4 separate regions of the Mus musculus genome follow, and regions 1, 3 and 4 are each linked to region 2. A link is a contact called in public HiChIP or PLAC-seq and promoter capture Hi-C data. All regions are on one chromosome and are shown on one strand. Each heading gives the region's core, a stretch centred on a gene start, on an enhancer-like site or on the middle of the called end of the contact. The rest is flanking DNA. Distances are from core to core; before and after follow the strand shown. Region 1 holds the start of Macroh2a1 (macroH2A.1 histone). Region 2 holds the start of Rmi1 (RecQ mediated genome instability 1). Region 3 holds the start of Tmed9 (transmembrane p24 trafficking protein 9). Region 4 holds the start of Txndc15 (thioredoxin domain containing 15).

Region 1 (6,161 bases), core at 3,175-5,674, 2.3 Mb before region 2:
CAGTCTTCTTATTCCCAGCAACTACAGCTTCCTTTCAGACTGACTCAGTTAGTCCTGATAGAGCTCCAGGGACCCAGCAATCAATCAATCAATCAATCAATCAATCCTTATATAATAATTTCCCTCTGGGAGCTGGGCGGCTGTGGTGGCACATGCCTTTAATCCCAGCACTTGGGAGGCAGAGGAGGAGGATTTCTGAGTTTGAGGCCAGCCTCGTCTACAAAGTGAGTTCCAGGACAGCCAGAGCTACACAGAGAAACCCTGTCTCAAAACCCCCCAAAAAAAGAAATAATAATAATAATAATAATTTCCTTCTGCCAGCCGCCCCTCTAATACATTATATGCAATGATCCTTTTCAGTTCTATATTCTCTTCAAGTCCCTTTCCAATCCTCCCTTCCAACCTGTTCACCATTCTAGATTTATATGTATCTGCCCTCAACACTCGCTACACTGTATCACGGACACCTGGTTTCTTAGCTGCCTGGTGTCTCAAACCAATTTGCTCCATTCACCACTGTAACCTTACTTGCTATTTTGTGGTTGTTGGTTGCCATTACAATAAGCCAGTTCCCATCAGCGGAGAACAGAGCAGCATGTCCAAAGGCTAAGGACTTACAGCCATGGCTGGTGGGTATGGTCTGGAGCCTTCTCTGGGATTATTCCTTAACACCCATTTGTGAAGACCCATCTGTCAAGTTGCTGTAAAAGCCGAGACCATCAAAAGTCAGGGAGTTTGTGCCACCTTAGGAGTTCCCAGGAAGAGAAGGTCCTGATGGCTGAGAGACAAGTCACACAAAGGATTATGGCTGTGGCCATCTTTGATCCTGTTTACTGTCCCTCTCAGCACTGAGTAATTCCAGCCAGAGGAAACTGGCGAGCCCCAGTTGCTGGAGCAGAGACAGCCTTTCTCAGGGGTGACCAATGTTTTCACCAGCACAATGAGAAGCCAGCATCTACAAAAGTTCTGGGCTGCCTTCATAGGTGTCCTGGAATGCATACAGCCTGCAGGTTGTAGGCTGTACATGGAACCAGTCAGGGCACTCAAACCAGGGGAATGATCAATTCTGAAGCCTTCATCATCTAAGCTACAAATATATACATACCCATTCTAAAGGAAGATATTGGTTAGGACTACTAGGGAGTTGCATCAGAGAACCTGTCTATGTGTGGAGGAATCTCATCTGTGTCCAAACACTGTCAGTGAGTCCCACCTGCTCTATTCCCTGCAGCCGAATGAATGTCTGTATCCATGTGCATGCCACCTTCCTTGTCTACTCTGACCGTAAAGGCAAGGCAGAGGCAGTCCGTTCTGCAGGGGAGGATGGTGATTCTGTGTGCAGTAATCTCCATTTACTTCTGTCCTGCTAGAATATCAGCACTGGCACTGCTCTTATGTCCCCAGGGGCATGTGGCTATGCTGCACAAGCCAAGGCACTGTGACTGGCTCGGAACAGGAACCAGTCCTTGTACTCTAGTCGGTCAGGAAGGATTTCTCCCCATCCATCAAACACTAAATCACAGAGTGAGCAGTCTACAACCAAAGGAGGGGCTGCACACAGAAGAGATTGGGGCACACAGACGGACGCTGCTCATGTCCCACTTCTAGTGGTGGAGGAAAAGCAAACCCCAAACCCAAGTACCACTCGCAAGCAGGAAACAGCTTGTAGCTGGGGCCCGACTGCACTGTACTTCCTGAGCTCTGTGGAGGGACGGGTCCTGCACTGTAAAGGCAGCTTTGCCACTATCTCCTCCCCCTCCACACCCCCGGTAAAGACTGTGCTATGACAGCTCCAAAAAAAAGTTTTTTTTAAAAAAGCCATTAGAAGAATATGTGACCTTAAGAGAGCAAGAGCCGAGCCAGGCCAAGTATTTGGAAGCTTCCAGGTATTTGCTACACAGGGATCCCAACTAAGAGTGAGAGTAGGCCTGACCACTGCTCTCTGTCTCCTCTCTTGCTCAAATCCCTTTGGGGGTTCCTGGCTGCTCTTAGGATCAGCTGTGGTTCTGATGGGATTCCGTGGAGTATCCCCTGTCCTCGCCTGACCCTGCTACCCTGAGCCTCTAGCTTTCCCTCACAGGTTATCTTCTACAACTGGCACACGTGGTTTCTCCGGCCTCGGTCACGTGCCCCCATCTGTCCTGCTTTGGCCAGCAAACTCCCCCCCTTGATCTTTCCAAGGCAGATGGAGCTCAACCCCACTTACACAACTGTCCCTCCTCTACTGATGTCCAGCCGGCTCTCCAGGGCAGGGCCTGGCATTTCTTGCTCATGATTATTTCCTAACCCCGACATAATCACCTTTGGGGACATACTAGTAAGACACCAACCAGGCAGGGCTGCTCTCAGCAAGCAAGTTATAGGACTCTTTGGAATGAAGAGTTGGCCCACTTAGCTGCACTTACAGGAGCTGTAGCAGGAGCCCCCGCCCCTAAGCCTACAGAACGAAGGTGGTGGGTTTAACAGGTAAGGGTCCACCTCAGCCCCACCCCTTCCCATTTCATATTTCATTAATGGGCTCTGAAAAGCCCATCAAAAGCCAAAGGCTACTGCAAACCTCTGAACATCACATACAGATTAGTAGTTTCTCTCTTTAAATAAATCTTTCATCGACTTGGGGCACCATCAGCTCCAAGCTTGTCCCTAGGGGAGGCAGAAATGGCTTTCTAGGACCTGAGAAAATGGCAGACTGAACTGTACCACTCCCTAAAGCTGGCCCACGTAGTAGAAAGTAAGCCAGTAAGGAAGTTATCATATGTGAATTTCCAGACCAATCTCAGTGTGATACAGTGTGAGCTCTCCCTTCCTGGTGAAAACTATGACCTAGCTCGTAGCAAAATGAGAAAGAGGGAAAGTTTAAAATCTCGGGAGACTCCTCATCCTTAAGGGGAAAAAATCCCCACAAGTTGAAAAGGTTGATCGAGTCAGAGGTTGTGTGTAAGCCCAGTTGCTGTTGCTCAATTGGTCAATTGTGGACAAGCTGTAGTAACTCCAGTAGCGAGTATGAGGGTGTCCATTTCAGAACTAACCGCAACTTTGACTGCACACCTTAAGGTGAACCTACAGGAAATTTAGTTGGGTTTGGACTTTTGTCTTCCACTCCAGCACAGACTTTCAAAACTGGGACTCCATGCTGCAGTGTCTACAAACAAAACACTTCCTCTCTTTTAACAGTAAAACCTCAAACCACAGAGGTGTCAGCAAGAGGGAAACCGAAGAGGAGAACCCCTCTAATTGTCTATTCTTCTAAGCTGTTTTATTAGATCGTTAAAATCTTACAAAGACTTCATAATGATTGTAATTGTTGGAGACGAGATCTGCCTCAACTGCTTGTTCAAAAGTTACACCGTCAAACCTAGAAAACACTTTCCCCTGCATTTCTTCAAAGACTCTTTCAAGCAATCTTCTGCCCAGCAGTGAGATATCGGTGGTCTCTGCAGGAGTGGGCGCTGGGCTCAGCATCTTGCACACCTGTTGTCAGGTGACACCGTCAGCAGCATCCCGCGCCTCCCATCTCTACTCACCCCACCCCCAGAGACTCTCAGCTGTCCCTCTGCGCGCGGGGAGCCTCCAGTCTTCCAGAGTCACCTTAAAAATAACACCTCCCCAGCACAAAGCAAACAAAAGGCGAGCGAGAGCCGCGGGGCTTCCATAGCTCCTCTCCAGCCCGCCCCGGCCTGGGATTCCGTCCGCGAGTGGTCCCCAGGCCTCGCCTGCTCAGGCCTCGCGGCGGGTGCCCCACCAGCCGGCCTCACAACGGCCTGTGGCTCGCGCCCCACTTTATTGTGCCCGGGAGGGCACGCGCGGGCCGGCGGCGCACGAGCAAGTAAACTCTGAGCACAGCAGCTCCGGGCCCGGGCGGAACGGCTGGTCACGGCCTCCGGGCCTCGGTGCCCTCGGGCCCACGCCATCCCTGGCTCTCCCTCCCGGGCAGAGGGGGAGACCCGATCAGCCCCTTGCCCACAAAGCGCCCCGGCGGGGGTAGGGGTGCGTCTCCGAGCGAAGTTGGTTTCCGGGTTTGCTTTCCGAACAAAACCATCCGGACCCGCACGCTGCCCCGGGCAGGGCCTTGGCGGACTCCGGGCGGCCCGAGGTCCGAGGGTAACCGCCGGAGCTTCCCGGGCGCCAGGCAGTGCCCCGCGCGCGGCAGCAGTCGGGCGCGCGGGGCCCAGACGGGGCGGACCGGCAGCCTGCGGCTCCGAGGCCCGCGCGGCACTTACCGGGCGGCTGCACGGTGAGGGGCCCGAGGCCGGTCGGCCGCTTGCGCCGGTCCGCTCCGCACTCCTGCCTGGCCGCCCACGCCTCCTCGCTTCCCGCCCGCGCGTCCCGCGCTCGCGCCCTCCGCCCGGCTCCGCTGGAACCAGTGAACTGGAACCACTCGCGGCGGCCCCGGGATTCCCACAATGCACAGCGCGCCGCTCGTCACATCCCTTCCCGGCCTCGCGCGTCCGGCCACCCCTCCCCGCGCCACTCGGCGCCCCGGCCTTGACCCCGGCCTGCCTCGGGCCGCGGACGCCAACGACGCCAGCCTCGGTTGTACCCAGGCCTTGGTGCTCTGCGCCGCCCCCCCCCCCCGCCCCCAGGCATCGGTCTGCGCGCGGGAGCTGCAGGGGTCCGGCCTCAGAAAGGTGCCTGTAGGTAGCGCGGCTCTGCAAGCGTCTGCTGTGAGCACCTACTGTGTGTCTGGTGTCCCCTTGTCCCCAGTAGCCTCGTCCACAAAGAGGGAGGGTAGAACAATTGCTGTGACCAGGGATCTTCTTCTGCCCGGTCAGCACCAACTCCGCGCCTCAATCCAGCCTCCTGACTTTTTAAATACAAGGCAGCTGTGTGCCCCAAGATCAGCTACCGTAGCTCAACTCCCTTGATCAGTGGGATTCTACAGAGCTGGCCTCAAAGTCTGGTCTTGCTTTGCTCGTGGAATCGGTTAGCTACCTCCACCAAGCAAACGTTTGTTGACTACTGGCTCCAAGTGGAGACTTACTGATTTAAACAGTTGATACTTTTATTACATATTAAGGTGGTGGGGTGGGTGTCAGCCAGAGAAAGGGCAGCAACATCTATCCACAAAACTAAAGACTCTCCTTCAGGCCCAGGCTACACTAGAATATTAGCAGGTTTTTGGTTTGTGACCCTTTAACAGCTGGGCCATCTCTCCAACCCTAGCGCATTTTATAGACACAAAAAGCATTGTCTAAAGCCCCTGGCCCATGCATTCATTATTTCAAGTAAATATCTGGGACATTCTGCACACCATGCATAAACTTGAGTGTAGTTGTGAAATGGTGAACAGAACTGGCAACTCCCACCCCACCCCACTCCACCCTACCCCCATCCCGCTTTCCTGGAGCTTACAGTCTGGTGGGAAAAGAAAGGCAAGAGACAAAGGAATCACACATTACAGAGTATAAATTCTCAGAGGAAACAAGGTAGGAAAAAAAAATCCTAGGAAAGGTAAGCAGGGGTGTATTTGGTAGTCTTGAGGCTGAAGAGATGGATGGCTCCGTGTATAACAGCACTTCGTGCTCTTGCAGAGGGCCAGGATTCTGTTCCCAGGATTCATTTGTGTGGTCCTGATAACTCCACTGGGGGGGGGGGGGGGGCTCCAGTGCACTCTTCTGACATCCATGAATATCAGGCACCACGGGGTGCACATACACACAAGTAGGCAAAACACTCAAACACACAGAATAAAGTAAGTCCATCTAACCTTTTAAAAAGAGCGAGTTTCAGTAAGAAAGAAACATTTCTGGAAAGGCCTGAGGGAGTAGAGGGAGCAAGCAAGCCATGGAACGGGTACTGAGGAGGAGTACTCCAAACATGAAACTCCAAAACTATTATGGGCTGGAGTATGAAAATGAAGTCCAGAAAATGGAGGGGAAATGGCTGGACTTCTTGTCACTGTAGCAAATTAAAGGAACAATTTAAAAGAGAAATGTTTTTATTTTTGACTAAGTTTCAGGTTTTAACCCATAGTCCATGGCTCTAATGACTAGGCCATATTGGAGAGCAGAGCATCAAAATGGCAGAGTGACAGAGGCTACTCACCTCATGGCAAACAGGAAGCTAAGGGAGGGAGTCAGGACAATATATACTCCAGTGATGGACCCTCTGTAACCTAACTCCTCCCACTAGGGCTCGCATCCTAAAGTTTCCAAGATGTC
Region 2 (6,119 bases), core at 2,957-5,456:
GTTTCATAAGGTATAAAACACATCTTATAAGCAGATTTATAAAAATTACAACGAAATCTAAAGTTTATTAAGAGAAACACAAAGATCTGTTACCAAGAGAAATGAAATACTGTTAGGTACTCAAAGTTATTTGCCTCAATTTTACCAAGATAAACATTAAGAAATGTAGATAGTATGAGGGAAAAAAATAAATTTTGGTGTAATCAGTTCTAGAAATACACACACACTTCTGGTGCTGCCAACATTTAATGTGTCTAATCACAAGAGTCAACCCACTATAAATTATGAAGACTCAAATCCTAGGCAAACAGTTCTGATTGCCAAGATTAATCTATTCATTACCCATATTTAGAAATCAGTCAGCATGAGCTCCATGTTGCAAACTGTGGAACAGATGATTTAAAAGAAAAAAAAAGGAAATAAAGTTTTTATCAGCCATATTCAATGGCTTTCAGAAATGACTAAATCCCTCTTACACATACAAGAGGAATTATACAATTAAGGGTTTTTACACTTTGTCTCCATTCCTAATTAAGATGTTTTAATCTTATTTGAAATGAATTAATTTGAAGGGTTTTATTAAAATATGAAAAGATTTAATTATGTTCCACCTTAATCAGGGTTTTAAAAAAAAAGAAGTCATTTACATAACCATTAATTATTACAAATGGTTTGTAGCTAGTCAGTGATTTCTAAGATGTGAACCTTTAAAATTCTAGAAACATACAATGAATGTGCTTGCTTGTTCAGTAGTTTAATACTTACGTCTGTACGGAGAGCCTTAATATTCTTGCCTCCTTTTCCAATCACTGCTCCAGCATTCTGGAATAGACAAAAAAAAAATTTTGCATTTAGAAAATTAGTATTTTTAAGCTATATTTTTAACTTCTAATGTTTGCACAGCACTGAAAATCTTGAGAAAGAAAAAAATCAAGATGAATAGTTTTATGGTCTTTGGAGTATTCAGAACACCAGGCATGAATATAAAATTCCTAGAAAGCACAGATTACAAGTGCCCTCTTGTAAAAAAACAAACAGAATCTAAACAGTACCTACTTTTATATTGTGACTTGAAATAAGTGATGGGGTAGACTTAAGTAAACTAGTTTCCTGGGGAAATAAGATGCAACCAACACTTAAAACCTGTGTCTACAGTTACTCCACTCATCTCTCTAGCTGATCTGTGGTGGACCCTGGTAATAGGGCTTTCACCATTAAAATTTCAGCACTACCGGCAGTTCTGAAATCTGCTTATCATTAAGAACCACAACTAAATGTGATAGCGCACACTCGGAATCCCAGTAATCAAAGACAGAGGATCAAGAGCTCAAGGCCCGCCTCACCTGTGAGGGGTCTCAAAACAAATGAACCCTTTAAAAACCTTTTATTCAACGTGTTATAAAATTCTGAAAGGTTTCCAGAGCCAAAGCAGAGTTCAAAGTGAAAAAGCATCCATTTATATTTAACTACTAACCAACCTCCAAATTTTAAAGAGCTTATACCTTGCTCTGAAGCAAAATGCGCAATTCAACCATCTCATCAGTATTTCTAGATCTTTTAAAGGCTTGCTCCTCTTCCATATCTTCTGCAGGGCGTTTACCTAGAAATTAAAGTTTAAATTTTCAATTAGAAACATCCCCCAAGAAAGGGTAATTGAAGCCACTTTTTAAGTCCCTGCCTTTGTCTCCCTAATATCCCTAATATCAAAGGCCTTATTTTAATAAGTATTTCAAAGGATTAAAATGTTGGTTGGAAAAACTGTACTGCTTTTTAACCTGTGCAAGAAAAGGTTACTTCTTTTCATAAAAACCAACAGACAAACTCAAGACTACAAAAAAATGAAACTATATAAGAGGTAAACAGAACATATCAAAAACATTTATGGTAATTAAAGTAACAGAACAGAAAATACTAATTGGTTATAATTAAAGTATCTTCTCACCAAATTCACCATTGGTTTCGGTGTTGGGGAAGGTTTCTTCTGGCTGTTCGGTCTCCATTTTCTTGAATTAAATGGATCCACCAATCTGTTGAAAAATAAAGAAGCTAGCTAGTACATTGGCTTATCAGAAAGCAAACACTCTTTTGCTTAAAATCTTCCAAAAAAAAAAAAAAAAAAAAAGGATTCTGCTTCCAGCACACACAAGTGACATCCTAGTGCTACAGTAGTATATAAAAACAAGGTCTGATTCGAGGAAACTAAAATATTCCTAAAAGTGAACTGTTTTTAAAAACTATAATTGAGGAGAGACAGGCATAATGGACTTCTTTTAGACTAGATTGTCTCAATGAAGCACACCCTAACCACCTCCACCACCAGAGCCTTGCGCCCCCCCCCCCCGCAAGGGGTGTGGGGGACCAGTAATTCCGTCCTCAGCAACTTGCTTCATTTCATTACAACGGAAAAACTAGTCGACATATAATTTTGTTCACGAGACTAATTCTTGAAAAGACCACGTCTTATCACAAAACTAGTGTTATAGTAGGGCTAGTAGTAATTTTTTCCCCGCCTTTGGTCGTGACTGACAACACTAATCAATGAAATCTGCCAACTTTAAAAAACTTAGCGGCAAATACAAGGTACATTGAACTTTCAGACACAGAAATCTAAAGAACCAGATGGAAACGACCACCATTATTCAGCAAAGCCACGGAATCTTTAATCACCAACACCATTATTTTAGGCAACGTAAAAAAGGCTATTTCCCAACAATTTTACCTCTAACCCAACTCTCCAAGACTGCAACCAAACCATCACAACTGGTCCAGTTAACTCGTAGTCCTACCAAAGCCAAGGACCAACACAGGATCTTAAAGTCGAGGCATCACCCTCATGCCTTCTCCTATTCCAAAACGCCGGCAGCAAATGACGATCCCTCTGGGGACCACTTTAAATGCAGAGATCGGCCGGCCACTCCGCTAAACCCCCGGCCGCGGGGGTAAATGGATTCAGGCAAATCAGCCGGGTCTACGCACACAAACAGGCCCAGCCAGCCCTCTCGTCCCGCGGCCGCTGTTCCCACAGCGCGCTGGTGTTAACAGGTCCGCCGAGCGAGACCGACCGCGCGCGCTCGCCTCCCGCCCACGGGCCGGGCCTGGAAGCAGCGGCCAGCGACCGTCGCCGAGCGGCGAGCCTCTCCTCACCCGGATCCGACAGGAAATGGCGGCCCGCGTAATGGCGACTACGTGCGACTAGGCGGAGTCGCGCGAGACCCCCCTCCCCCACCCAGCACGCGGGCTCGCGAGCGCCCGTCCCCCGCACCTCCCCCACCACCCGAGACAAAGCCGCCGCGGCCGCCCCATCGGCCCCGCCGCGCAGCACCCCCCACCCCGGAGGTGGGGTGAGGAGGGAGGCCCACGCCGTGGAGGGACAAAGGGCGGCCGGGGCGCACACACACACACCACACCCGCGAGTCCACCGGACGGCCCGGCGCTCCCTCCACACGGGGCGCCCGCGTCGCAAACCCACAGGCCTCTCCTTCCCGGGTCCCTCAAGCCACCTAGCGCCGGCACGCCAACCGCAGGGGCACGCTCGGGGAAATGGCGGCGGTGGGGGGAGGGGAACCCGGGCAACGTTCCCCGGCGGGCCACGGCCGCCCCGAACGCCACCCCGGACAGCCGACTACGGCGTCCGACCCCGCTCCAGCCAGCGCGACCCGCCCGTCCCGCTCACCGCGCGAGTCCGCCGTTGCCTCCCGGCCGCGCCGCCTCCGACGGTCGGTCACTGCTAGACAGAGAACGAGGACAAACCCCCTCCCACTTCAGCGTCGCGCCCCATTGGCTGCCCAGGCTTCGGCGGTGGTGCGAGCGCGAAGCGATTGGCCCGTGGCCGCGTCAATTACGGCGCCGAGAACCCCGCCTTCCGCCGGCGACTCCCTTTGGGCTGGAAGGCCGCGGGCCTGAGAAAACTCGGGCATGGGGATAGCCCAAGCCGCCATCCCGGGGCGCCAACCCGCTCCGGGGACTCGCTACCCCGAAGCCCTAGCCCACCCAGATACCTACAGGCCGCAATCGAGTGGGAGACGAGCACGACGGCGACGTCCGTGCAGCGGAGAAGCAGAGGATAATGGCGTCTGCAGCGCTGTCGCCTGTAGCGCCCTCCTCCTTTCTCGTTCGCGCACTCTGTGGTGAGGGGGAGGGGAGTAGTGACAGACCTCTCGCGAGACTTCAGCGGCGCTGCTCACGTGTGCCGGGAGGGGCGACTGCGGGGGGATTTTCGAGCCCCGAGGGAGTTTGGCGCGATTGGAGGAGGGACGGTCGCCCCGTGAGCGCCCGATTGGGCGGGAAGAAGTGAAAGAGGGAAAAGAGAACCCAGCTGGGAACGGGAGAGGGAGAGCGGCGCGCGGCCCTGGGATCACGCTGCGGTGCGAGGCGAGGCGAGGCGAGGCGGGAAGGCCAGGTCGGTCGGTGCTCCGCCCGGGTTCCGCAGCTACCCGTTGTCGCGTCTCGCTCGCCCCCTCCCTCCCCGGCGCTGCGGGCTCTGCGCCCCCTCCGCGGCGCCCGGGAAACCCGCTGTGCTAACGGCTCCCCCGGCGGGGAGGGCGGGGGAGGGCTGGAAGCGGCGCCCGCTCCCAGGGAGCCCGGGGCTTACTTCCGTGTTGGGCCGGTGCGATGCAGACCCCCCGGGAACGCCGCGTAGGGAATGCCCGCGCGTCCGTGCTGCAGCGCTCCCTGGGACCCTCCCTGAGAAAGCTCGCAGGCACACTGCCCCGCCATGGCTGCCCCACCAGGGGAAGGGAGGGTCACTGCGGGTGCTCGCCTCGCTCCTCATCCTCACAGCAGAGCTCCACGGTCCCCAGACTCTGGCTGATGTCCGGATGTCAGCCTGTAGGGGTGACCTCCAGTTAGCGAGGCGTGTGTGCGAGCGCACCCTGTCCTACCTTTCCCTCGAATAATCCCAAAATGTGCACACCGGCCAGCACCCTGTAAATCGCTCCGTTACAGAGCGGTCGAGCCATCCTTTACCTAACTGACAGAAGAGACTGGGGCTTGAGGATCTGGTGAGGGGGCTCTCGTTCTGAGACAGCCTAGTGTAGCCCTGGCTGTCGTGGGATCCTGTAGATCTCCTGCCGCTGCCTCTCAAACGCTGGCATTAAAAGCGTGTGCCCCCACTCCTGGCTCAAGATTTTTCATATGGTGGTTTTTGACCCGGAGGGTCTCTCAAGAGATCCACCTGCCTCGTCCTCCCAAAGCAGGGATTAAAGGCAAGCGTAACCATGGCCAGCTAAAGTTAGTATTTCTTTTTTTCTTTTTCTTTTTTTTTTTTTTTTTTCCGAGACAGGGTTTCTCTGTGTAGTCTTGGCTGTCCTGGAACTCTGTAGACCAGGCTGGCCTCGAACTCAGAAATCCAATGCCTCTGCCTCCCAAGTGCTGGGAGTAAAAGCGTGTGCCACCACTGCCCGGCAAGTTAGTATTTCTAGTACAACATTTTTTTTTTCCGAGGCAAGGTTTCTCCGTGTAACCCTGGCTGGTCTGGAACTCAGAGATCCCCCTGTCTCTGCCTCCCGAGTGCTGAGATTATTGCCTGCATAGCCGCCTCCACCACCCCGCTAACAACTTTTTTTGTAAATGAGAAGTGGGAATCTAAAGGAAACTACAGAAATTGTCTTGACTAGTCTCTAGTGAGAAGTTGCTTCCTCAAGATTTCATGGCAGGATTGTTCTTGCGCCCACCCCCACCCCCCAGTTATACCTGTTTGTTTTCTTCTCTCACTTTTTTAGGTTTTCTCTTTGAGTAATCAAAGTGTCTTTTGTCCGTCCTTCATTTTCTATTTAGAGTTGGAGGTTTTCAATTCCTTATTAAAACCTCAGACTGTAGCTCAGTGGTGTAGCACACTGAGTGCGGAGGCCCTGGATTTGGGTGTCACAACAAAGCCCATGCCACTTTGTTTCCTTTAGTGGCTCCTGGGTAACCATTAACCTAATGCTTTAGTATCAATTTGGATTCAGTATGACTTAGCTGTGAGATTTAATATAATTTCAACAGTTCAGTAGCTGGCTGAGAAAATATTTGAAATACTGTAGGCACCATACCCCGAGTTCTGTCCTGTTTGCCACTTTGTGCTGACAATTCAATGCTTATTACAGTACTTTGAATACATTGTGGGTTTTGTTTTATGT
Region 3 (5,943 bases), core at 1,364-3,863, 2.8 Mb before region 2:
AAAGCATTCGACAAGATCCAACACCCATTCATGATAAAAGTCTTGGAAAGATCAGGAATTCAAGGCCCATACCTAAACATGATAAAAGCAATCTACCGCAAACCAGTAGCCAACATCAAAGTAAATGGTGAGAAGCTGGAAGCAATCCTACTAAAATCAGGGACTAGACAAGGCTGCCCACTTTCTCCCTACCTATTCAACATTGTACTTGAAGTCCTTGCCAGAGCAATTTGACAACAAAAGGAGATCAAGGGGATACAAATTGGAAAAGATGAAGTCAAAATAACACTTTTTGCAGATGATATGATAGTATATATAAGTGACCCTAAAAATTCCACCAGAGAACGTCTAAACCTGATAAACAGCTTCGGTGAAGTAGCTGGATATAAAATTAACTCCTTTCTTTCTTTCTTTCTTTCTTTCTTTCTTTCTTTCTTTCTTTCTTTCTTTCTTTTTTAAATGAGTGCTCTATCTGCATGCACACCTGCGTGCCAAAAGAGGGCATCCCATTACAGATGGATGTGAGCTACCATGTAGTTTCTGGGAATTGAACTCAGGCCCTCTGGAAGAGCAGCCAGTGCTGACCCATCTCTCCAGCCCTGTTTCTACAGTTCTTTAGCACAAGCCCTTTCCCCCACTCCAAAGCTAGAGCCCTCCATGTTCAGACCACAAACTTGTTCCTGTTCCTACCATTTTAATTCCTGTTTGGGAGTTGCCACACAGACTCTATAGGACAACTTCTTCCCTGCTGAAGCATTTACCACATTAGCAAGAAACCTGAACAACTTTTGCTTTACTCTGTTTTTGGTTGCTTGTTTAGTTTGTTGTTGTTGTTGTTATATAAGGTGAGGCTGAGAAAGCATCTCTGAAGTGCAATGAGAAGCAGTACTAACACTGCTGCCCCTAAAGAGGCAGCTGATATGGATGGGACCACAGGGCAGGAAGCATAGGGGATGACGTTGGCAGATCAGACTGGCCACTTCTGCCACTGTAGCTGCTGGTTCTCATGGATTATAGAGGAAATTGTTTGAGCTCTACAATCTGTACAAGTGCTTCATTGAGACCTCCTATACCCCAGAGGCCTGGAAGGGAGATGAGATCTAGCTATTCTGCAATTTCTCCTCATCAGCATTTCTGTGCTGCCCTCTGGATCTCCTGATCTCTGGAATCTCTCTGCACTATGAGCCTGTTCAGTAAAAGTTCCATGCATTCTTGTCTCAGCTACAATGTGGGACTCCCTCTTCTTGCCTGTGTGGGCTTTCCTTATCTCTATCAATCCAAAGCCTAGAGAGGAATGTGTATCCTTTATCAACCCTACAAGCATGAAGAGATTAATTTAATCCCAGCACTAGGGAGGCAGAGGTAGACAGAGCTCTATAAGATCAAGAAGGACAGCCTGGTCTGTTGTGATCATAAAAAGAGAGCGAGCTATAAGAATATGTTCTGGCGGGGTGTGGGGGAAGAGGTTGCCTTAGTGGGCCCATGCCAAGGCATCCCTTCCCCCTGAGGGACCAGACCACACTGGTATAGTATAGAATAGTTTATTTAGGGCATGGGGAAGGCAGTTAAGAGAGTAGCAGAGGCAGAGAGAAGGAGAGAGTAAAGAAGTAGGGGCTGGCCATGGCGACGTGAAGAGAGAGGGGAAGGGAATAAAGAGCAAAGGGAAAGAGGCAAGAGAGTAAGAGAGTAAGAGAGAGAGGAGGGGCCAAGCAGCCCCTTTTATAGAGCCAGGACTACCTGACTGTTGCCAGGTAACTGTGGGGCGGAGCATACTTGGCTTCTGCCAGGAACTGTGGGGGTGGAGTTTAGAGAGATACCAACATGGTCTACCTATCAAGGTCAGAGCCAGGCAGGGCTACATAGTTAGACTGTCTCAAGAAAAAAAAAAAAAAAGATGCCACAATGTATCTACTTAGTACAGACAAAGGTATTGGTGAACAACAAACACAAGACATACATAAACAACACAATGATAGTTATAAATCTTATTAATGATTAAATTAAATGTAAGTGGCATAAACCCTACAATTAAAAGGTAGAACTTGGCAAGATGGCGTTCAAAAGGCATGATCTAATTGCATGTTGCCCCTAAGAGGTTCATTTTGGAATATAAAGTAATGATATGAGTGGGAAAGAATAGACAGTGCAAATAGTAACCGAGAGTAGGATGGCTGAACATAGTGTTGTGTGCACCTTATATCCCAACCTTAAGAGTCAGAAAGATCCCTACAAATTTCAGGCCGGGGGGAGTTTGCATTGTAAATTCCAGTGAGGCAAAGCAACATAGCAAGACCCTGTGTCAAATCAAATAAAAGTAAAGAGGGATGGGGAGAGGATGGGCAAGAGGGAGAGTTGTATTACTATTGGGTGAAACAGGTTCGAACCTTGCCTCCGCTTATATGTTGCGCAGGCTGACAACTATTATCAGTCATCTCGCTATTTGGCTAAACCGAAGAAAATCCTTCCATTTTGGAGACCCCAGTCCTCAGCTTGCAGAAACCAGCCCCAATCAGGTACTGCCGCGCGGAGGCGTGGTGTATCTAGGGACTTGTAGTCCATGCGGCGGAACTCGCAGTCCCGGCAGGCACTGCGGTGGCCTCCGCTGGGCTACGTGGCTCGGCAGTCTGCGCCTGCGCAGGCAGGTGGGGCAAGATGGCTGCGGTGCGAGGCGTGCGGGTTGTCGGAAGCTCACCGGGTCTCTTGCTGGGGAGAGGGATGCGGGCCTTCCTGCTACTGCTGTGGCTTGCAGCCCGCGGAAGCGCGCTGTATTTCCACATCGGAGAAACAGAAAAGAAGTGCTTCATTGAGGAGATTCCGGACGAGACCATGGTCATCGGTGCGGGGGCGCAGGGAAGCGTTTGGGACAAGTCAGTGGTCCTGGGGCGGAGGGGGATGCGACCTGTTCCGGGTAGCTAGCCTGGCCGCGAACCCCGCACCTCTTCGAGCTTATTTCATCTTCCTTTTTCCGCCTGTCTCCAGGAAATTACCGGACGCAGCTGTATGACAAACAGCGGGAGGAGTACCAGCCAGCCACCCCTGGGCTTGGCATGTTCGTAGAGGTAAAAGACCCCGAGGACAAGGTAAGCTGGCCCTTACCCGCTCCGGTACTTCTTTGTTAGTTTCCTTATCTGTTCGATCGAGAATTTTAGTTGGTGTTGTGGGAAGATACCGGATCTTCTCTAGGAACTTGGGCCGCGGTTTCTGGACAGGTTCAGTTCACAACTTCTCAGTGACCTCTGAGTGACTCCCCCAATTCGGCTGCTTTCCCTAGCCTGTGAAATGGAAGCTCACTTACTCTAGCGATAAGTGTATTAATTGCAGTCAGTGATGGATACCAAAAAGTTGCTAATGCTAAAGTTGTTGTTTAGGCCTTAATTTCACAAAACAGAACACCTTTCAGTTTTGACAAATAATGTTTTAAAGACAAAAGGCAAAATAGTTTTGTTGTCACTAACCATCAGAATAGTTGTGGAAGTTATTTTTGACATCACCATTCATCCAAGCGCCTGGAGAGATGGCTGAGCATCAAGGAAGAGCATTTGCAGCCAGGCAAATGCTCTTAAAGCTGGCCCATGCCTTTAATCCCAGCACTTGGAGGGCAGAGACAGTTGGATCTCTCTGAGTTCCAGGCCAGCCTGGTCAACAGAGTGAGTTTCAGGACACCCAATGCTAACATTCACACAAATAAAGAAAAAAAAATACTTAAAAAAATTAACAGGCATAAAAACAAACAAACAGCCGGGCGGTGGTGGCCTTTAATCCCAGCACTTGGGAGGCAGAGACAGGTGGATTTCTGAGTTCGAGGCCAGCCTGGTCTACAAAGTGAGTTCCAGGACAGCCAGGACTACACAGAGAAACCCTGTCTCGAAAAACCAAAAAAAAACCCCAAAAACTAAAAACAAAACAAAACAGCAACATGGTGGTCATGCTGCCCCTGGAAGGTAGAGGCAGGCCAGCTCCGCCTGGGGAGCAGTTACTCGCCAGCCTGATGTCAGACCCTTCAACCCTGCCCCAGATTGTTGCGATCATTTTATGCCTGTGGCTGAGTACCCTTGGGTCCTTTAGTGCTGTGACGTGCCCAAGGCTCTCCTTGCAGACTCTTGTGGTACTCAGAGCTTTTATCCCCATTTTTTCCTAGTCTCCTGGCAGCATCACTGACTGAAATCCTCCCTGTTATCTATAGGTCATCCTGGCCCGGCAGTATGGCTCTGAGGGCAGGTTCACCTTCACCTCCCACACCCCTGGTGAGCACCAGATCTGTCTTCACTCAAATTCCACCAAGTTCTCCCTCTTTGCCGGAGGGATGCTGGTAAGTAGGTCCATGGGTGACCAAAGGCTTTCAGGCAGTATACCCTGCTTAGGACTGGGCATTTGTACCGTGAGTGTGGCAGGTACTGGATTTTGTGCCTTTTAAAGCATTGGATTGCCAGAGGGCATACAGGGCATAGTGACTGATCAGTTTGTATAGCCATTTCTTACGACCGTAATAGTGTGCTTTTATTTTTATACAAGGCATACATATCCTGCTGTATACTTTATCATCTCTAGGTTACGTATAACCCCTAATGCAGTGTTAGTGATATATGTGGCATATGAATTGATCTAAAGAATGACCAAAAAGGCTTCATTCTCAGTACAAATATGTTTTTTGAATCTGTGTCTTTGCTCTTTGAAGTTTTTCTGTTCTTGGGAAGCCACAGCTACAAAGAACAAATGGTGTGAACATGGGTATTAACAAACAGTGTGAACATAGGTCAGAGTGTGAGCCCCAAGCTTATTATTTTCACTCGTATACCCGGAGCCCCATAGCATTGAGGGTGTCTCAGTGTGTGATCTGAATTTAACAAAAAGAAAGAGAAAAAAGGGAAGGTAGACAGATCAGCTGCCAGTCCGGCAGTCAGAGGCAGCAGGCCCGCCTCACTCTCTTCTCACTCTTCCCTCCCCAGAGGGTTCACCTTGACATCCAAGTGGGCGAACATGCAAACGACTATGCAGAAATTGCTGCCAAGGACAAGCTGAGCGAGCTGCAGCTGAGGGTGCGACAGCTGGTGGAGCAAGTGGAGCAGATCCAAAAGGAGCAGAACTACCAGCGGGTGAGTGCTGGGTGAGTGCCGGCTCGGCCGGCCGCCCGGTGGGTGGCAAGCTCTGCTGCTAGGAGTTGCAGGAAAGACTCTTTATGGAAGCCCAGGGGACTTACCTATGCCAGAGTGCAGGTCTAAAAGGTGACTGTGTGTTACAGAGTCCATTTGTAATCGAGCCGCAGCCTCGTAAGAGCCTGGCTTCACAGGAAATCACAGTGACAAACAGGAGAAGAGCATGATAATACCAGCACCTTAGCAGCCGTTTTAAAGGTTCTAGGTGTCCCCAGAATCTAAAGCCTCTGAATTTTTCCTGACCAGGAACCAGGCAGGTATCATGAATGAATTGTAGTTGATGGGCAGTGACCCATCTAAACAGGAAAAATTATACAGTGTCTGCTACGGCCTCCCAGTAGTAAAGGTAGTTCTGAGATTTTAGCTTCCCACTTACCGCCCCCCACCCCCTTTATTTTAATTATTTTTTATTTTTTTGGTTTTTGGAGACAGGGTTTCTCTGTATAGCCCTGGCTATCCTGGGACTCACTTTATGGACTAGACTGGCCTCGAACTCAGAAATCTACGTGCCTCTGCCTCCCGAATGCTGGGATTAAAGGCATGCACCACCAGGCCCGGCTATTTTAATTTTTAAATATTTATTTATTTATTTATTTTTGTTGAGAGGAGGTTTCTCTGTGTCCTGGAACTTGCTTTGTAGGCCAGGCTGGCCTTGAATTCACAGATATTTACCTGCCTCTGCCCCCATCCCCACCCCCCCAGTGCTAGGACTAAAGGCGTGTACCACCACTGCCTGACAGGAGACTGAATCATAAAGAAGGAAAACAAATGCAAACAGAAAAACTGTGAA
Region 4 (5,978 bases), core at 827-3,326, 2.7 Mb before region 2:
TTCTCAAGAGAGCTGGCACAGGCTGGTAGTGACAGGGAGCCTTACTCTTTATTTTATTATTATTATTATTATTATTATTATTATTATTATTATTATTATTTGGTTTTTCGAGACAGGGTTTCTCTGTGTAGCCCTGGCTGTCCCAGAGCTCACTTTGTAGACCAGGCCGAACTCAGAAATCTGCCTGCCTCTGCCTCTGCCTCCCAAGTGCTGGGATTAAAGGCGTGCGCCACCACCGCCCAGTTACTCTTTATTTTTGAGACAATTTCACTATCTCTCCCTAGATGGTCTGGACCCTGTATATAGACCAGGTTGGGCCTGTAACCCTGAGATCCTCCTGCCTCTGCCTCCAGAGTGCTGAGATTAAGATTTATTTACTTTTTTAAAAAAAGACTTACTTATTATATGTAAGTAGACATCTTTAGACACTCCAGAAGAGGGCACCAGATCTCATTACAGATGGTTGTGAGCCACCATGTGGTTGCTGGGGTTTGAACTCGGCCTTCGGAAGAGCAGTTAGTGTTCCTAACCGCTGAGCCATCTCTCCAGCCCACTAGCTTGCTCTTTATGGTTTGCTCAGCCTGTTTTCTTATAGAACCCAGAATCAACATGCCTGGGTGGCCCCACCTACAATGGGCTGACCCTCCCACATCAGTCACTAATTAGGAAAATGCTCTGTAGGTTTCCTACAGCCCCACCATATGGAGGCATTTTCTCAGTTGAGGTTCCCTCCTCAGATGACCGTAATTTCCCATTTTGTCAAGATTGTAGTAAAAATTAAACTTTTATTAAAATTTTTTATTTAAATAAAAATTATTTACATTTTATGTTTCTGGGTGCTTTGCTTGCTTGTATATATGTGTGCACAGTATGGTACTGATGGAGGCAGTACTGGATCCTAGGAGCTGGAGGTGAAGAAGGCTGTGAGCTGCCATGTGGGTGCTGGAGATCAAACCCTGGTCCTGTGTTCTTAATGAGTGAGTCACTCCTCCAGGCTCAGGCTCTGAGCTTTAAATGCCAGACACTTACAGGACTTAAGTACTCAGGTTAGAGGCACATGCTTTGGAGTTTGAGTGACAGTGGACTAGTACCCAGCTACTAAGTTACTAAGTATTACAGCGTCTTGACTCAGATTGCCAAGACCTTTGGTTCATAACCCTTGGCCTTCTTCGAGAGCAGTATGTACTCTTAATCTCAAAGTTATCTTCCCCTCTCCCCTCCCCCTTTCTGCTCTCATCTCTTCAACTCCCTTCCCCTCCACTCTTTTCTCCTTCCTTTTCCCACCTCTCATTTTTGAGACAAGGTCTCATTCTGAAGCCCAGGCCAGTTCTGGAATTCATGATGTAGCCCAGACTGGCTTGGAACCCACAGTAATTCTCCTGCCAGAAGAGGGCATCAGATCTCATTATGGATGGTTGTGAGCCACCATGTGGTTGCTGGGATTTGAATTCAGGACCTCTTGAAGAGCAGTCATTGCTCTTAACTGCTGAGCCATCTCTCCAGCCCCCCTAAGTGTCATTATCTTAGGAGTCCCAGTGTTAAAACCAACCAACCAATTTGCCAGAAGTAGCAAATTATAGGATAGACAGTTACATACACACATACAGCAGTTATGCGAAGTTCAAATTTTTTTTTTTTTTTTAAAACTTCAGTCTTCGGACCTTCGGAAGAGCAGTCGGGTGCTCTTACCCACTGAGCCATCTCACCAGCCCGCGAAGTTCAAATTTAACTGGATCTATCCTCTGTCTGGCAACACAAGCTAGTGCAACATGCTGAAGTAATACATCAGACTATCTGTGATTTCCCAAGGTTCTGTCCCTCCTCCATTGTGCACAAGTTTCTTGGCCTTTTTGTCTCTTGAAATGAAAGGTATTAACTCCGCACACAGGTTCAGTACGTGTCGCAAGCAGCGAGGAGTTCTCATGGGAATGGCTATTGATGGCTGCTCGAATCCTACTTTGATACTTGTTCCCCAAAAGCGGCTTCCAGTACAGGTCGCACAGGCCTGGCTAGAGGCCGACCGCCCGACTCCAAGATGGCGTCTGCAGCGTCGGCCAGGAGTCAAGATGGCGGCCCGCGGCCACGCCTGCGCTCTGGGCTCTCCTCCCCGTAGTCTCCCTGGGGCGGGGGGTGCGACTCCGGTTGCCGGTGCGCCGATTTTCTTCCACCGCGGTGGCTGTCGCCGCGGCTCCCTGTCGCGCGCCATGCAACTCCTCTGCTGGTGGCAAGTCCTGCTGTGGGTGCTGGGCCTTCCGGCCCACGGCCTGGAGGGTGAGTGCGGATCGGGGTCCGGCGAAGGCGGCTGCGTGGGGCGACGCGCTGCCACCCGCGGGCGGTGCGGGACGGTGCGTGGCGGTGGGGGTGCTGGGCGGCGGAGGCCGAGCCTGCCCAGGCCCCTCGGCGGGCCTGGCCCGATACCCTCTGCGATGCGCACTTTATGATCAGCCGTCAAACGCAGACACCTGACTTTTGTTGTGTCCTGATTAGAATCCCAGAGCTCAGATCTCCTCCAGTCCTTCCAGCCGCCGCGGGAGACTGCTTCCGTTAATACCTTCATTTCACAGGCTGGAGACGAGGAGGCTCGGAGGGAATAAGCTATTTGCCTGTTCGCACTTAGTAGTAATATCAGAGCCTGAGGTCTCTCCGACTTCAAAGTTCACGCTGGAGTTCGCTCTTGCTGGGCCACTGTTTGAAAGTGGCCACTCTAGATTAGTTGGGATCTGTCTGAAGAAAACACCAAAAACCAACATCAGATTCCTGGGGCCCGTGTTTATGTGGGGACCCCTTTAAGTGGGTAAAGGAGCCACTCTGTGCTAGAGTGGGGAGCAGAGAGAGGCCTTCTTAGTTCATGGCTCTTTTATCCACTCCTATTAAAAGACCATTTCTTTCTTTCTTTTCTTTTGGATTCATTTATTTATTTTTAGTTGATTAGTTAGTATTTTTTTGAGACAATGTTTCTCTCTGGAACCTGGCTGTCCTAGAAATTACTCTGTAGGCCAGAGATCAAGAGATCTGCTTGTCTCTGCCTCCCGAGTGCTGGGATTAAATTCCACCACTGCCTGATTTACATCAAACATTTTTTGTTGCTATTGTCCTTTGTTTTGAGACAGCTCAGACCGACCCCCCCTCCCCCCAATCCTCCTGCCTGCCTAGGGCTGTTTCCATTTAGGGATGCCCAACCTGGAACTGAGACTCAGGACCTAAATCCTCTTTCAATATTATGCAGCCATAGATGAGGGCCTGAGATGGAAGCCAGTGTCTGTCAGATCTCACAGCCAAAAATTGAAATTTTCAATCTATTTAATCACTAGCCTTTAAAATGAAGATGTAAGTGGGGCAGTGGTGGTGCACACCTTTAATCCCAGCATTTGGGAGGCAGAGGCAGTCGGATTTCTGAGTTCGAGGCCAGCCTGGTCTACAAAGTGAGTTCCAGGACAGCCGGGGCTGTACAGAGAAACCCTGTCTCGAAAAACCAAAAAAAAAAAAAAAAAAAAAAAAAAGATGATATATGGAATAGTTGGCTCTCTAGACTTCTTTCTCAAAAAGAAGGCACTGGAACAAGCAGAGAATGGGGTCAGAGTGTTGTAATAAGTCTCGGCACCCTCCATCAGTGTTTATTACAGGCCTGTGGTGTTCCTGACCAGAAAGCAGCAAGGCTGGGAAACTGCTCCCTTTGGCCTGTGCTAGCTGTCTGAAGGTTCTAGACGGGTTCAGCAGCTGCCACCAGATGTGGTGGCACAGGCCTGTGATCTTACCCCAGCGTAGGTGGAGGCAGAAGGCTGGGGAGTTCAAAGCCTGTAGCAGACAAAAGAAACAGAACAATATTAGGTTTTTAGTTTCTCTACATTCAGTGCATACATTAATAGTTCCTCACTAAATACTCAGATTTCCCAGAGTTAGTAGTCATTGTGAACTCCTTGCAAAATGCACTATTCCTTCACACATTCGTACAGACCCTGAAGATACCACAGACTGACTAGGGTATTGGTCACGTGGTTAGGCTATAGCCTGGGCATAAAGGAACCTTCACAGCTGGTTCCTCCTCAGAGTGGCTGAAAATACAAGGCTTCCCCCTCCCTCACACCCCCAGCTACTATTGAGGGACTAGCATCTGGTTTTAGGGGTGCTGCCCAGGGACCTAGGAATGAGAGTGAACAACTGCCCTTGAGTTCCAAGATCCTGTAGTCATCTTTACTAGGGAGTCTGTCAGTGGATTGCTATTTTGTTACTTTCTTGGGGGCATGTGTCACAATGTAGCTCATTCTAGTTTGAAGTCACAGAAATCCCCCTACCACAGGTTCCCTGTAACTGGGATTTTAGGAGTGATCTACCACGCTCAGTTCACTGAGTCTTTCCATGAATTCTGTGCATTGGACTGCTGGGCCCCAGTATGCATAGGAGGGTTAGACAAAGTGGAGGGCCTGCCTTCCAATGTGGAGAGCAAGGCAGGTATCAAATGGATACAAATTATTAAGTGAATTCTAAGGGGGGATACATCAAGGGAAGCCCAGAGCATTGTTGGGTGCCATCTGGAGACTGCTTACCCTGCTGTAAAGGGTAGGATGGATGTCCTTGTGGAAGTGAAAGTTAGTGCTTCCATCTGAAGGATCCTGGATTTGCCTGGAGATGGAGAGGTGGTGCAGAGGACTTTCTTAGCTGAGAAACCATTCTCAGGAACGGTCCAAGGCAGAATGGGGGACAGTGGGAGTGATCAGGGACCAGGCAATCACACAGGGCAGGGGATGCCGCTCAAAGAGTTTTAAACTGGGGAGAAGCAAGATCAGGTCTGAGCAGGTCTGAAGGGAGATGGACTAAGAGCGGGTGCCCAGGAGAAACTACGGATCTGGAGTGCCAGCTTAGTTAGGAGAGTAGATTAGGGTTTACCCCCCACCCCCAGTAATTGTCAAAGCCAAATAAAATAACCATAGTCAGAGTCTCATTCATTTGGTAGACCAGGCTGGCCTCGAACTCAGAAATCCACCTGCCTCTGCCTCTCAAGTGCTGGGATTAAAGGTGTCTGCCACCACTGCCCGGCTCCTGGCATCTTTTTTACAGCATCTTTGCTTGTGGTCTCCAGAACTGGAGATGGTAGTGGCTCTCTTATAGTAAAATGGAAAATTTTCACCATCCGGGTGAGTCTCATTTTGGAAGACAATTGTAAGTTTTTGGGGTTCATTTGCTTTCAAGTCAGATGTGACAGTATGCTGCCCTGCTTTAGTTGCAGAGGACAGTGGTCACCCCTGGCGGGAGGAGCGGCCTGTCCCTGCTCTCCAGGTAGGAGCTGTGTATCTGCATGAAGAGGAGGTTGCTCAGGACCATCGGGACCAGGCAAGAGCGGCGGAACCCATGGAGGCCTCTCTGGGTCCGCGCGGAGATCCCATGGTGGTGCTGTCAGTGGTCCCTGGGGCAGCTGAGGACCAACGGAGCCCCGAGGCCCACGATGGCACCTGCAGTGCGCAGGGAGAGGAGGACCCGAGCTGTGGCCGAGAGAACCTCTTCGGGCTGCAGGGGGCAGGCGGCTTCCAGGATCGGGAAGAGGAGTACTATGCTGAGCCTGGCGTGACTGAGGCCGAGCCTGTAGCCACCGAGGATGCCAACAGCACTGACAGCCTCAAGTCCCCCAAGGTGAATTGTGAGGAGAGGAATGTGACTGGGCTAGAAAACTTCACTCTGAAGATTTTAAATATGTCCCAGGTAGGAAGCACGTGTTAATGTCTGTCTGTCTCTGTGTCTCTACATCTGTCTCTATGTCTCTGTCTTTCTTTTTAAGCTCACCTTATAATCTAATACTCATCAGCTTTCGGATGGATGTTGTCCAGGTTGGTCTCCAACCCCTGGGCGTGACCAGAGCATGCTGCCTCAGCATCCTTTCTGCTCAGCCTCTTCCCTGTTACTCCGTGAGGATGGTGTCGGATGACTGCCACAGTGCAGCCAGCTGCCACTCTGTTTGGACAGGTCTTAGGTATCCTAGGTTGGCC

Evidence for each region. Promoter capture Hi-C pulls out the DNA fragments that hold promoters and counts their contacts. HiChIP or PLAC-seq counts read pairs in DNA pulled down with a chosen protein or histone mark.
Region 1: a contact with region 2 is called in a promoter capture Hi-C map of the C10 cell line, with 6 times the contacts expected there. The contact joins the promoter of Macroh2a1 here to the promoter of Rmi1 in region 2. A contact is called at or near these places in 2 of 39 promoter capture datasets (the C10 cell line and pre-B cells).
Region 3: a contact with region 2 is called in a promoter capture Hi-C map of liver, with 5 times the contacts expected there. The contact joins the promoter of Tmed9 here to the promoter of Rmi1 in region 2. A contact is called at or near these places in 2 of 39 promoter capture datasets (liver and pre-B cells).
Region 4: an H3K27ac HiChIP or PLAC-seq map of extraembryonic endoderm stem cells shows a contact between it and region 2, with 9 times the contacts expected there. The contact joins the promoter of Txndc15 here to the promoter of Rmi1 in region 2. A contact is called at or near these places in 2 of 39 promoter capture datasets (liver and pre-B cells) and 1 of 115 datasets of contacts at active chromatin or transcription factors (extraembryonic endoderm stem cells).

The regions. Positions count from the first base shown.
Region 1 is chr13:56,131,126-56,137,286 of GRCm38.p6, forward strand. Macroh2a1 (macroH2A.1 histone) reads right to left here and starts at 4,425. Exons shown (of 9, transcript NM_001159513.1): 1 at 4,221-4,425.
Region 2 is chr13:58,398,391-58,404,509 of GRCm38.p6, forward strand. It overlaps Rmi1 (RecQ mediated genome instability 1), which reads left to right and starts at 4,207. Exons shown (of 3, transcript NM_028904.3): 1 at 4,207-4,399. It overlaps Hnrnpk (heterogeneous nuclear ribonucleoprotein K), which reads right to left and starts at 4,122. Exons shown (of 16, transcript NM_025279.3): 1 at 4,003-4,122; 2 at 1,943-2,027; 3 at 1,503-1,600; 4 at 766-822. The coding sequence starts at 2,000.
Region 3 is chr13:55,590,522-55,596,464 of GRCm38.p6, forward strand. It overlaps Tmed9 (transmembrane p24 trafficking protein 9), which reads left to right and starts at 2,614. Exons shown (of 5, transcript NM_026211.3): 1 at 2,614-2,836; 2 at 2,980-3,080; 3 at 4,184-4,309; 4 at 4,947-5,093. The coding sequence starts at 2,653.
Region 4 is chr13:55,712,574-55,718,551 of GRCm38.p6, forward strand. Txndc15 (thioredoxin domain containing 15) reads left to right here and starts at 2,077. Exons shown (of 5, transcript NM_175150.3): 1 at 2,077-2,271; 2 at 5,219-5,694. The coding sequence starts at 2,205.